3 separate regions of the Mus musculus genome follow, and all the other regions are linked to region 1. The links are chromatin contacts, called in public promoter capture Hi-C maps. All regions are on one chromosome and are shown on one strand. Each heading gives the region's core, a stretch centred on a gene start, on an enhancer-like site or on the middle of the called end of the contact. The rest is flanking DNA. Distances are from core to core; before and after follow the strand shown. Region 1 holds the start of Mettl24 (methyltransferase like 24). Region 2 overlaps Cep57l1 (centrosomal protein 57-like 1). Region 3 holds the start of Ccdc162 (coiled-coil domain containing 162).

Evidence for each region. Promoter capture Hi-C pulls out the DNA fragments that hold promoters and counts their contacts.
Region 2: a contact with region 1 is called in a promoter capture Hi-C map of embryonic stem cells, with 4 times the contacts expected there. The contact joins the enhancer-like site here to the promoter of Mettl24 in region 1. A contact is called at or near these places in 7 of 39 promoter capture datasets (the 3T3-L1 cell line, embryonic stem cells, hippocampal neurons and 3 more).
Region 3: a contact with region 1 is called in a promoter capture Hi-C map of cranial neural crest. The contact joins the promoter of Ccdc162 here to the promoter of Mettl24 in region 1. A contact is called at or near these places in 2 of 39 promoter capture datasets (cranial neural crest and liver).

Annotation. Positions count from the first base shown.
Region 1 is chr10:40,681,440-40,685,390 of GRCm38.p6, forward strand. Mettl24 (methyltransferase like 24) reads left to right here and starts at 1,843. Exons shown (of 5, transcript NM_177793.3): 1 at 1,843-2,225. The coding sequence starts at 1,917. It also overlaps a transcript of Ddo not described here.
Region 2 is chr10:41,750,489-41,754,439 of GRCm38.p6, forward strand. The region is part of intron 2 of Cep57l1 (centrosomal protein 57-like 1); the gene reads right to left. All of the region lies in intron 1 of BC048559 (cDNA sequence BC048559), which reads left to right. Among named protein-coding and RNA genes, the nearest start is that of BC048559, 5.7 kb to the left of the region's middle. Within about 2 kb of position 1,778, at least 76 of the 459 cell types and tissues checked have an H3K27ac peak or open chromatin away from gene starts, as enhancers often do. A contact at or near this core is called in embryonic stem cells, where this site is marked.
Region 3 is chr10:41,714,763-41,718,713 of GRCm38.p6, forward strand. It overlaps Ccdc162 (coiled-coil domain containing 162), which reads right to left and starts at 1,701. Exons shown (of 48, transcript NM_001358562.1): 1 at 1,642-1,701.

The DNA.
Region 1 (3,951 bases), core at 593-3,092:
GGAATTCCTAAGCCAAGAGAAGATATTTATAAATCCTAAGTCAATGGTAAGATGTCTATAGATCACTTTGTCTTATATTTGCCCATCTTTTAAAAAATGCATACTTTTTGTGACAATATTCATAATTTTGTTATTGGTAAATTATTATTATTTAGGTACTAAATACAACATAGTTATGCAATATATGTAACCCTAAATATTGGTCTATTTTCCCACAGGAAAACAGAAGCTCAGAAAAGATACATATTTTGTTTAGTGTCTCATATCACTCAATGAGAGGGTCGTGAATCAAACACAGTTCAAGTAAATAACTGCAGGATTTGAGGCTGTCTCTCTCAGCTTGTGTGAATGAAAGTTTATAATCTTAATAAAGACTTTTAGCTGCAATTTCCCTGGAGGTGGGCAAGTAGATATCTGTCTGTCTGTCTGTCTGTCTATTCCCATCACGTGTGTATACTTTCAAGCATAATAAAACCTCCAAGCCCCTGAGGACCGGTGATGGCCAGGGAATGCACTGGATTAGGCTGATAAGTTCTGTGACTGTGGGGAAACAGGTTTAATGCTCTCTGACAAAGAATAATTCTGCCAAAAAGGAATGGGAATCTCAGAGAGCAGAGCTCCCTATGGAAAATCCCAACATTCAAATGAGGAGGTGGCCAGACTTCATTCTAGATCTCTGTTGTCCGTGTCGCAGGCTAGGGAGAGAGACAACCTACATAGAAGCATGGAAAATATATCCATATGTGTGTGTATGTGTGTGTGATGTGTATGTGTGCTTGTGTGTGTGTGTAATGTGCATGTATGTATGCTTGTGTGTGTGTGTGTGTGTGTGTATGTGTGCGTGTGTGTATGTGTGTGTGCGTGCATGTGTGTGTTGGGGGTGGGTATCTGGCCATGGTTTAAAAAAAACAAAAGAATCCCAAAGAACCTGAATGTAAATCTAGAAATCAATGTCACCCTAAACAGGTGGAGGGAAAGAATCCTAACAAAAGTGGGATACCAACCCCATTTGTGAGTCCAAACTATGAGCATCTAGATTTCTTTAATTAAGGTCAAGGTGACAATGGCAATCCCGGCTAGGGAGCGTTTTGCCCAGAGATAAATATGTCCCTCTGCATTTCTGCCAGGCAGCAGGGAGGTGTGTGTTTGGAGCTAAATTAATTTGATTTCCAGCACTCCATGGTAACTTCTGTTCCCTCTTTCCCGCTGTCAGATGTCTTCGCTGGCTGTCTCCCTTCCCTTCACCCCCACACATTTCATAACACCGAGGGAGAAAGCATGGGCTGGCTTCGGGCAGAATTTAGAAACTGAATAACTAATTTGATTCTTCTGCACGGAGTGCTATTCTCTCCTCTGTACGGAGTGCTATTCTCTCTCTCTCTCTCTCTCTCTCTCTCTCTCTCTCTCTCTCTCTCTCTCTCTCTCTCTCTCTCTCCCCTTGAGGGAGAGAAGTTGTAAACCTGAGCATAAGTATGATTATTTTTATATCATGCTTAGTGGCAAAAACTGCTTGACAACTTTTTCTTTGGGGCCAAACCTGGCGGCTCACCTCTCCTCTTTCCTTGTGTCTAATACTAACACCAACAAATGAAGTCAAAGCTCAGGCGCCCCGGAGGAACGTGCTCTATTCTGACTCTGGCTCTCCCCACTAGCCAGACTTTACAGGCTGGTCACACCTAAGGACACCCAGCCCTGTTATGGCAGCCTGGGTGCACGCCTAGCCCACCGCCCCTCGCTCTTCCTGCTGCGGCTGGGCAGGATAAGGTTACGCCGGGGCCTCCCCGGTCGCAGGGAAGAAGGCGGGCCGCTGGGGAGTTGCCACAGTTGTCAGCCCGGTCCGTTGGGAACGCTTCTCTGCAGGCGGCTGGGAGCTGAGGGTGGGACCCAGAGCACAGCCGGAGGTCGAGGTCCCCGCCATGGCCACTGTCAAGCCTCCCGGGCGTGGTTGTGGAGCCCTGCCCCGGTGGCTGCTCGGTGCCGCGCTGCTTCTGGGCCTACGGCTTTGCATGGAGTTGCGCCACGCGGGCTCGGGACCCCCGGGCCGCGGCGATTCCCCAGGGCCACCCCGGACACACCTACTGTCGGCGCCCGGCTCCCCACGCGGAGCCAGAAGGAGGCAGGTGACCTACGTGCGCAGTGGGCGCCGAGTGCTGCCCCGGGGTGGCGGGAGCACGACGTCCCCAGAGCCGAGCTGCTGTGCCCAGGGCGGGCTTCTCCGCAGGAAGGTCAGTTGCAAACCATGCAGACATGGACCTTGGAGTTGAGCCTGCACCCAGATGGCGCTAGGGAGCCTTCTGCTCAGGCCACTGGGACCTCAAGACTCTTCTATTTCCTTCTAGCTGAGCTCTCCCTGGAACTTTCTGTAGTCTCACTCAGTATCCCTATAGAATGAAGTGGAATTGAGCAGGGATCATGCAAATTCAACTAACGTTTGCTGAGCGCCTACTGTGGCAGACCTCCTTCTAGGAAAGGAGCACCAAGCAACCACACCCATTTCAGCAAGGGAGGGGGCGCTGAAAGGGAAGGAGGCATGGCTTGCCATTGTGTTTTCCCCACCCAGGCCTGGACAAAACCGGATGGGTAGACACTATGAAAGGCTCATCCAGGTGATGGTCAAGATCTGCCTTCCAGTAGCATCCAGACACCGCCCCCTTCACCCACTCCGACCCCAGAGTCCCTACCCAGCAGTGGGAACTGGCACCGGGTGAGAAGCCAAACCCATAGCACCACTTAGTGGGAAATAATCGGATGCTCCAGGGCCAGATCCTTGCCTTGTTAACTTCCCGCACTTCATTGAGTAGGTCAGTTTAAACCTCTGGTTGTTGAAGCCTCACCTTACACCTTCTTTTGGGAGCTCTGTGGTACCTAGGACTGAAAAGATTAGGAATTGGATATATGAGCTTGCCACATCCTTACACCTGCCACTCTTGCTTCCAACTGCGGTGCCATCCTCCGAAGCAAGGCTGGCTGTGCTGCCTGGAGTCGGGTTTTTCTTGATGGCATCTGAGCACCCAGCCCCCACCTGCGAGCTGGCCCCTGCATTTACCAGCCTGCTCTTCCTTTGGCTCCTCTACTCTAACACCCCCACTACTTTCAGTGATTTTCTTCCCCCACTTTTATATGCCCTGCGCTCAGTCTTCCCACATGGCATTGCTTAACAGGCAATTCTCTTATGTTCTGGGACGCACACAGCTCTTTTTTCTGTCTCCGAAATGCACCTCCTATATAAAGACTTAGCTAGTTACTCTAAAAGAGACACCTCCTTCTCACTGTGTCCATGCAGTTCCCATGATGCTGTGCTAAGCTTTCAAAACCCTTGCCAAGGGCTTCCACTGGATGCTGGGTCAAGTGCTGCCAGCACAAACTGAATTCAAAGTGTCTGGGGCTCAGGAAAGTCATACAATTTGATTCAGGCCTTGAACCTATGAAGAAAGATCAAAAAGTGAACAAAGGAGACATTTGAACTGAGATTTGATATTTTTTTTAAGAGTCTGGCCTCCTTTGTTCCTCTGTGGACACCCTTGAACACTCTGTCTTTGATAATCTCCCCTTTCTGAGTGATTCTCCACAACTTTTGTTTCTGCTGTCTCCTGTTTAAGGAGACCTAAGGGGTTGTCTTCCAGGTTATTGGTGACTAGAGCCTGCCTCACAGTGTTTAGGTTTGGAATGCATAGAATCAGGGGGTCACTGGGGGTGTTTGTGGGAAGTTCACCTCTGTCCCCTGTGGGATGCTGGAACAGAGATCAGTCTGAAAATGGCAGGCAGGTGGTAGCTATGGAGGTGGCGAGATGTAGCAAACATGGGGAATGTTGGAAAGTTACGGGGAGAAGCAGCTATCTTGGTTTATCTCTGTTATCTGTTTATCTTTGGTAGATTACAGATAGAATGTGCTGACCCCAGATAACTTTCAAATATCTTTTAGTGATTCAGTTGGAAATGCCAAATAGACAT
Region 2 (3,951 bases), core at 528-3,027, 1.1 Mb after region 1:
CAGAACCCAGGGGGACCTGTGAAATCTTTCCTGACACTTCACTCCACTCTGAAATTCACATTTCCTGCTTGCTTGCTTGCTTCCCTCCCTCCCTCCCTCCCTTCTGTGGTGGCTGGTCCCAAGAATACTCTGAACACTGCACCTCCATGACGGGGCCGGCTTCCTGTCACTCCAAGCCCAGCCACCGTGCCTCCTCACCATTCCTTGCTGCATCTACATTCCTCCTTCATAAAGTCTGCATCTTAAAGTCCAGATTAGTTAGCATTAGGGCAAATTTTATTAATTTTTGCATCATAATATCTCTCTTACATTCTTTTAAAAGTTAATTGTGCAGGAGCTGGAGAGATGGCTCAGCTTTTAAGAGCACTTGCTGTACTGCAAAAGATCTGAGTTCTGTTCCCAGCACTTAAACATCAGATGGCTCCCAACCCCCTGGAACTCTAAGTCCATGGGATCAGCTATGTTCTTCTGGCCTCTATGGCCTCCACCTACATTCCTGTACATACACACATACATACAAATGGAAAATAATGTAAGTCTTGAGCAGTCTTAAGAAGAAAGGTAACGCTGCTGTCTGGTTCTGGGTTGGAAGCACTATGATGCTCTCTCTATCTTCCACCTTCCCAGCATGGCTGGCTGGCTGTCTCTCTGGGGACTATTGTAGCTTTGCAGTAACTGTCATGGTGTGTTTAGGTGTGACTCTCTTTTTCCATAGCCCTATTTGGGATTTATTTATCTTCTAAAACCTTCCTACATCAGTGTGAGAAATGTCCCAGCTGTCACTGATTTTGACTATTGCTTCTCTGTGGGATGGTAAAACCATGACAAGAAGCTTGGTAAGGTAGAGTGGGTCTGAGACCCAGAGACCTGGTGGACATATACCTGAGATTTAGGCAACTCCACCGCTCCCTGCCAGATTCCAGGCCTGGAATACAAGTCGCACTCGACACATAAGGAAGCTTGATCTGTGGTCATGTAGGCACAGAACAGAGTTCTCCATGCTAATGAAGTACCTACAGGCCCTGAGGGTTTAGCCAATAAGCTTCCCTTTCCAGACATTCTATCTCCCAGCAAAAGGTATTTAATCTCGGGTCCACCCGAGAAGTTGGCATGGTACGGTATGTATCCATTTTCCACGATGAGCAGTCGTCAATAAACAGCTTAGAACAGTGGACTGTCTCTTTCATCAAGATCTGCCGTGGGGAGCCATGAAGAAGGCATTTGACTACCGCGCTTAATTCTCCTGTAGAAGGCTTCTCTGCGCTTCAAGCCACAACCACCACAAAGCTAAGGACAATCACTGCTGAGTTAAACCAGAGCTCCCCTTGGTCCCCACCCCAGACTAGATGCTGTCCTCAGCCCGCAGGCCCCTGACTCTGTTCCCAACTCCTCGAGACTCAGTGACACCCAGATGCCCATGAGTTTGGGTGCCCCCAGTCCCAGCCCCATTGAGGCCCTGTGGACCCCCAATACTTTGTTCCTGATTTCCGGGGGCCCAGAAGTCAGCTTCGGCCTTCTCATACCTCAGCCTGCACTTCCACTCTGGGAGTGGCGTCTCTGCTTCCTTGAAGCCCAGCACCTGCCTCAGCGTCTGAGTCAGCTCTGTGGGAAGCGCAGCCAAACTCCCTGCAGAGGCAGGCGGAACAGGACGGTTTTTCTCTAATCTCACTGGACATGACTTCACTTTCTTAGAGGTTGCTGAGTTTGAGTCTCAGTCACTCACTCTCCAGCAAGCCAAGAATGCTCTAACTTTTAGGAGGTAATCACTGGGGGCGGGCTTTGAGAGGAGCGCCTAGCCACACTTCCTGTTCTACTTCCTGTTCCTAACTGCTGGGTGGGCCTCAAGCTCCAGCCGCCTTGCCCCCCCGACCTTGGTGGGCTCTGTCCTCTGGAATGGTAAACAGAAGCAAAGCCGTCATTCTAAAAGTAGCTTGCTAGCAGCATATTCTTACAGAAAAGTCTCTCGACAAACTTACTTTTCTTTGATAATTTGAGAACTCAATCTCTGTCATGTGTGGGGTCTGCTACCTGTTTGCAGTGGCTGGTTAATTTATGGTCAGCGATTTCGTTTTTGTGAGTGGGTCTTGCTCAAAGCACCCAGATCATGAACTTAAGAGCCTCCCTCCTCAGCCTCCGGAGAGCAGGGATTACAGGTGTGATCACAGTGCATCTTGGAATTTCCATTTCATATGTCTTCATTTTTTGCATTACAGCCAGGCCTTGCACATCCCTAACTGGTACTCCACCAGTGAGCCTTATTGTAGAATTCTTGGTTTTCAATTAATTTCATAGAACTGAGGAATTCTTTGAAGTTCATGTTTAAATCATTCTGGGAATGTCGCTCAATGGTGGAGTGCTTCCTACCATGTGAAAGCCCTTGCTCTGACTTCCTACGTCACACACAAAAAAGACTCTTCTGCAAAGGTGATTTATGCTCATTCCCGATAGGTCTCTGCAATACCCAAACCCCATTAAAACAAACTTTTAGGTGGAGACCTTGGGGGTGGGGGTGGGAGGCTGGGCACAAATTCAGACACAGCAAGGGCTGTGATGGGAAGTTCTCAGGACAGGTCTATATTGGGGATTGGTTCCAATGCTTTGAAATAACCTGGTCCTCAAATTGGGAATCTGCATGTCCAAATGCTGAAGGTCCTTGTCCCCGATTGGTTTTTGATCGATTAATAAAGATACCAGCGGCCAATGGCTGGGCAAAGGGATATGGGGCAAGACCCTTAGATTTGCATGGGCTAGGGCGAGAGGTGGGGGAGGGAGGAGAAGGAAGACTTGGGGGAGAAGGATGGGACATAAGAGCTGCAGGAGAGAAAGCCAACAAGCCATGTAAGAATGCAGGAAAGTGGCCAATTCGGGGATTAGGGTGACAGGCGGAAGTTTAGGAGTCTCAGGAATACTGCAGGAGGTCATTTGCTATTAAGGGAAGGTTTAGGAGTGCCCAGCCTTTGAGCTAGTCACACATGTCAAAAATTAGATGGTGTATGTGTGTGTGTGTGTACGCGCCTGCATGCATTCGACCCACTGGGAGCCAAGTGGTGCAACCCTTTACAGCTACAGGTGTACTCATTGTAAAGCCAGGGATAAACATGGGAGTGCATGCGGGTCTGAAGTTGGTCTCAAGAGCTGGTTATTTTCATAAACCATCCATGCAATGTTTGACACTTTAGGCATCCTTTCTGTATACTGTCAGGTTTGAACTTCTGACTCAGCCAAGAATAAGGCTTCTCTTTGCCATGCAAGCAGCTTCCTCTTAAAGCCCACGATCTGAGCCTCGAAGGACCAGAAGACACCTTCAGCAGCAGACAGGGCTCACCTGCCCTGTGCAGATGCACTTTCTTATTATCTGGACAGTCATATTGTTCTCTTACTTTGGTGCCAATTCAGTCATGCTATTAAAAAAATATTCTACAAGTTTTTATACAGTATTTTCCCATATTTTTGCCAGAGAAATTTCTATCTAATTTGTATATTGCTTGAGAAAATTGTTTTAAAATCCTTTAAAGATACCAGCTGTTCCAGACAAATCCTCTTTGGTCGCACGCTGGGGATATTTACAGGTCAAAGCTTTTCTGCCTCCTTCCTGCTCTAATTCCACACTTACTGCACATTATAAAATGTGCTCTCCTTCTACCTCAATTAAATAAATGCTATGATTGACCATTCACTAAACAGCTCATTCCCAGGAAAACAGATTATACTGTAAACAACCCATAGACTAAGAAGTGTCAGAACATTAATTATATACGGAAGTGTAACTGCAAGTTTAAAAAGTATGCAGTGGCTGGGTGTTGGTTGCGCACGCCTTTAATCCCAGCACTTGGGAGGCAGAGGCAGGCGGATTTCTGAGTTCAAGGCCAGCCTGATCTACAGAGTGAGTTCTAGGATAGCCAGAGCTACACAGAGAAACCCTGTCTCGGAAAACAAAAAAAAGTATGCAGT
Region 3 (3,951 bases), core at 451-2,950, 1.0 Mb after region 1:
TGAGCAGAAAGAGAAACTTGCGCTCAGACCTCTCAGCCTATGTGAAGACAAAAATAACCAGTGAACTCAAGGCTAGCTTGTGCTCCAGGAGATGTTTCAACAAAGGAACCCCACACAAAAGTGTGCTGGGTACAGAAAACACCTAGCAGAGACAGCTAGACTAGATCTGGGAGGCAGCAGAGTAAACAGGCCAGAAGACCAAAGAAAAGCTCAACAAGCCAAATCCACAGACGCCTCGGAAGAGAATGGTCAAGATTTGCACCTCAACCCACTGTGGTGGTGCACACCTGCAGTACCAGTACTACAGAAGTGGAGGCAGGAGGACTCCCAGTTTGGGGACAGCCTAGAGAAACAATGTGTGTGTGGCCTAAAGTTTCTTTCCACGGAATTAGATTTCCCTTTCCTTCACAGGCTTATTGGGTGTCGTCTCCTTATTTACACAGACTCACCGAATTCCTGTTTGATACAAGAAACACTAAATGTCACAGGCAATTCGAGTGCTCAGTTTGCACACCCACCCGGTGATGATTACTATCTATGCCGAGAGGTTTGTAAATGCCTACTTAACCACTTTAGCAGAAAGCAGCAGAGAAGAAAGCTGTTCTATTGTTCTTACGCTCTGAGGCAGCTCTGTGACAACGTAGGACCGTCCGTGATCAGGTCAACAGTCTGGGTCGTAAGTTGAAAGGGCACCAGGTTGGGTGTCTGGAGATCAGAGGCTTCGTAACCACTACTCTGAAATGATTCCATCTAATTCTCCTCACTTGATCAAGTATGATAGGACACCGGAAGAGGAATGCTCCCTGGAGACGAGCAGGCAGGATCCAAGCAACCCTCGGGGGCACTGGTCGGGCTAACTGATTTACACGGTAAGTCATTCTCGGGCAAGTGATTGTTTCTTATTCGTCCTCAGCTCATTTTAACAGAAAGATGCAGCGGTGCCCAAGAAGAGCTTTCATCTTGGATGCTCTTTTGGAGAGGACTAGGGTCCAGCTGGCATTAACCCATATGTCACATCTATGAAATGCTCAGTGACTCAGCTTCAGTTAGCGCTCACTAGCGCTTCAGGAAGTCACTAACAGGTGTTCTTCACGGCACATCAATAACTCCAGCCGTGCATCTGCCCGCCCATGCGTCTTTGGTGAGATGGCTCAGTGGGTAAGGAGCTTGGGCAGCTCTCCGGGACACTCCCATGAACTGCCTCAGCTCCAGATCTGATACGCTGACCTCCATGGGCACTCACACACACACACGGCATCCACATCCACATAACCACAAATAATAAATCATTGTGAAAAAAATCAAACTTGTGTTTAATCTTAGTTTGCTATGGCTTAAAAATACTACTTTATCAACTGGCTATGGTGGCACAAACTTGGTGAGGCAGGAGGATCGTGAATTCAAGGCACGCATGAGGCCCGCGGTGTTCCGTCCCTACCCTGGTACCCCACAGGGTTTTTCAAGCCACCATCCTGAATAGTCTACTGTAGCGTGTCTCTCACGTCAACCTTACATCACCCAAAGCTGACTTCCCTCCAGTCCAGCTCTAACAAAGCAGAAATGACCACCCTGCCAGTGACCTGCTCCAGTACAGTTAATTCTAGAGCCCAACTCCCTCCAGTATTAGAAGACTCACAATACCTGCTGCTCCAAACACAGGACTGCTCTGGCTTCACAGTTTCGTGGAAGTTGAGGCTTGCCTTGGCAAGAATGGTCCGATTCCCCTGCCCCCTCCTCTCTCCCTCCCTCTCTCTTTCTAATTTCTAATTAAAGAGAACCCAAACAATTCTTTTTCAGTGAAGTGAAAAGATTAATGAAATCTTCCTGTTCCAGCAAGGAAGTTGCCCAGCAACTCCGAAGCTGCCCAGAGAACGCCCCCCCCCCCCCCCCCAGGACAGACAGCTTTGGCTCCGCCCACCCAGAGTCAGCGGCTTTGGCAAGCAGGTAACTGTGGAGGCAGATTTGTTTGCGTTAGTAACTGTGGAGTGACAAAACCATTCTTCACAGGTTCCTAGTAACTAAATGTCACCCTAACAACCAAAACAGACTCCAGCAGTAACTTGTGTGTGATCATGTTGTTTCTGCACCACAGGGTTCCACCATAGTCTTTCTCCCTTTAGGAACCTAGGATCCGAAACAAGCAAAAGCAATTTCAATTTCCACAAAGAAAGTAAGCAAATTAGAACACTCCAACTCAGTTACCGAGATTTCTACAGTTTTGGCTTTAGCCCATGTGAACTCATCTTTTACTTTTTCCACCCTGCACATAAACAAAAGCATTTTGCAGTAATTCTCAACCCGTGGATCTCGACCCCCTCCTGCGACCCTTCCACGGGGTTTGCATAACAGGTATCCTGCATATCAGAGATATTTATATTATGATTTGTAACAGTAGCAAAATTAGTTATGAGGTAGCAATGAAATCATTTTATGGTTGGGGGCTCCATAACATGAGGAACTTAACTAAGGGGCCACGGCATTAGGAAGGCTGAGAACCCCTGGTTTACAATTTTCCCTAACTGCTGACCCTTGGCTGGGCACTGTACTCCCCCACAGAAACCTAGTGAGGCAGGATTAGTAGAACCCTCATGTTACAGGGAAACCCAAGGCTCTGTGGAATTCTTGGCTTGTGCAGACAAGACTGATTTTGAACCAAGTCTATTCATATTCACTCTGAAATCTTAAGTGGTTTTTTTTTTCAAACTATCTTATACTTTTATGAGACAATTCTCAATTCTTATTTGAAACATTCAAATAGTTATAAGTGGTTACACTTTTTGTATGGTAATTTGTTTTCCCAATATATTTTCCTTGTTTTTATCCTGAGCTGGGAGTCTGGCCCAGGTCAAACCCTTTACCACTGAGTTAAAAGCCAGCCATCTATTTCACACAAAAATGATTTTATTAGTAAGTGAGCAGGTGTAGACCCTTTCCTAAGTGTTCAGGGCTGAGATAAGGCCCTGGTGGGATTTTTCCCTTTCTTTCTAACCTTAATGACAGAGCTCATATTCCTGTGGAGGAAAGTGAAACTGGAGAGATTACAGGATGGAGTTTGGACAGAATTCACTGCAGACATTTCCAAGGCCAGGAGGCTGACACTTACAGTAGATCCACTGCTTAAACCAGAGGGTTGGGGTTTGGGGGCTTGCGCTCTGCTACGAACAGCTCTAAATACAATCCCCTGTAGCAAACCACCCGTGGCTGGGGCTCCTAGCTGGTGCTTCTCACCATGAAGATGAGTCACACTTGTTCCTTTTTCCAGAAGGTCCACACTTGCGCATACCTTTTGTTTATGTTGCACACCTTTTGATACTTCCTAGGGAAATAGATTGTCCTTTAAAATTGCTTTTCCTAGGCAGGGCATGGTGACCCAAACCTAATCCCAGCTCTCCGCAGGTAGATCTCCATGTGGTCCAGGCCAGCCAGGGCTACCTACTGAGACCCTGTCTCAAATGTATATGTAAAAAAAAAAAAAAAAAAAGTCCTTTTTATAAACAGGCATGGCTGTACATACCTATGACTATAGCATGTGGAAGTGTGGACAGGACAAGTTCACTTCAAGATCAATTGTTGCATAGTAAGTTCGGGGCCAGCCTGGCCTACGCTCTCAGAAAATGAAAAGAATTGCTTTTTTGGTTTTGTCACAGTTTTTGAAACTGCTCTTTGGACTCCTGATCTACAGTGTTTACATACTTAGCCTGCATACTTCCCACCACTGTGAAATTTAGGTAAATACACAACTCCAATTGACCCCTTGGAATTGGCCCACTACTTGTACCTCTACCTAATTTCAAGCTTTTCCCTTTATAGCAGCTTTTTATCTAATTTCTATTTCTTTTTTTTTCCTTTTTTTTCTTTCTTTTTTGTTTTTGTTTTTGTTTCAAGACAGGGTTTCTCTGTGTAGCCCTGGCTGTTCTAGAACTTATTCGGTAGACCAGGCTGGCCTCAAAT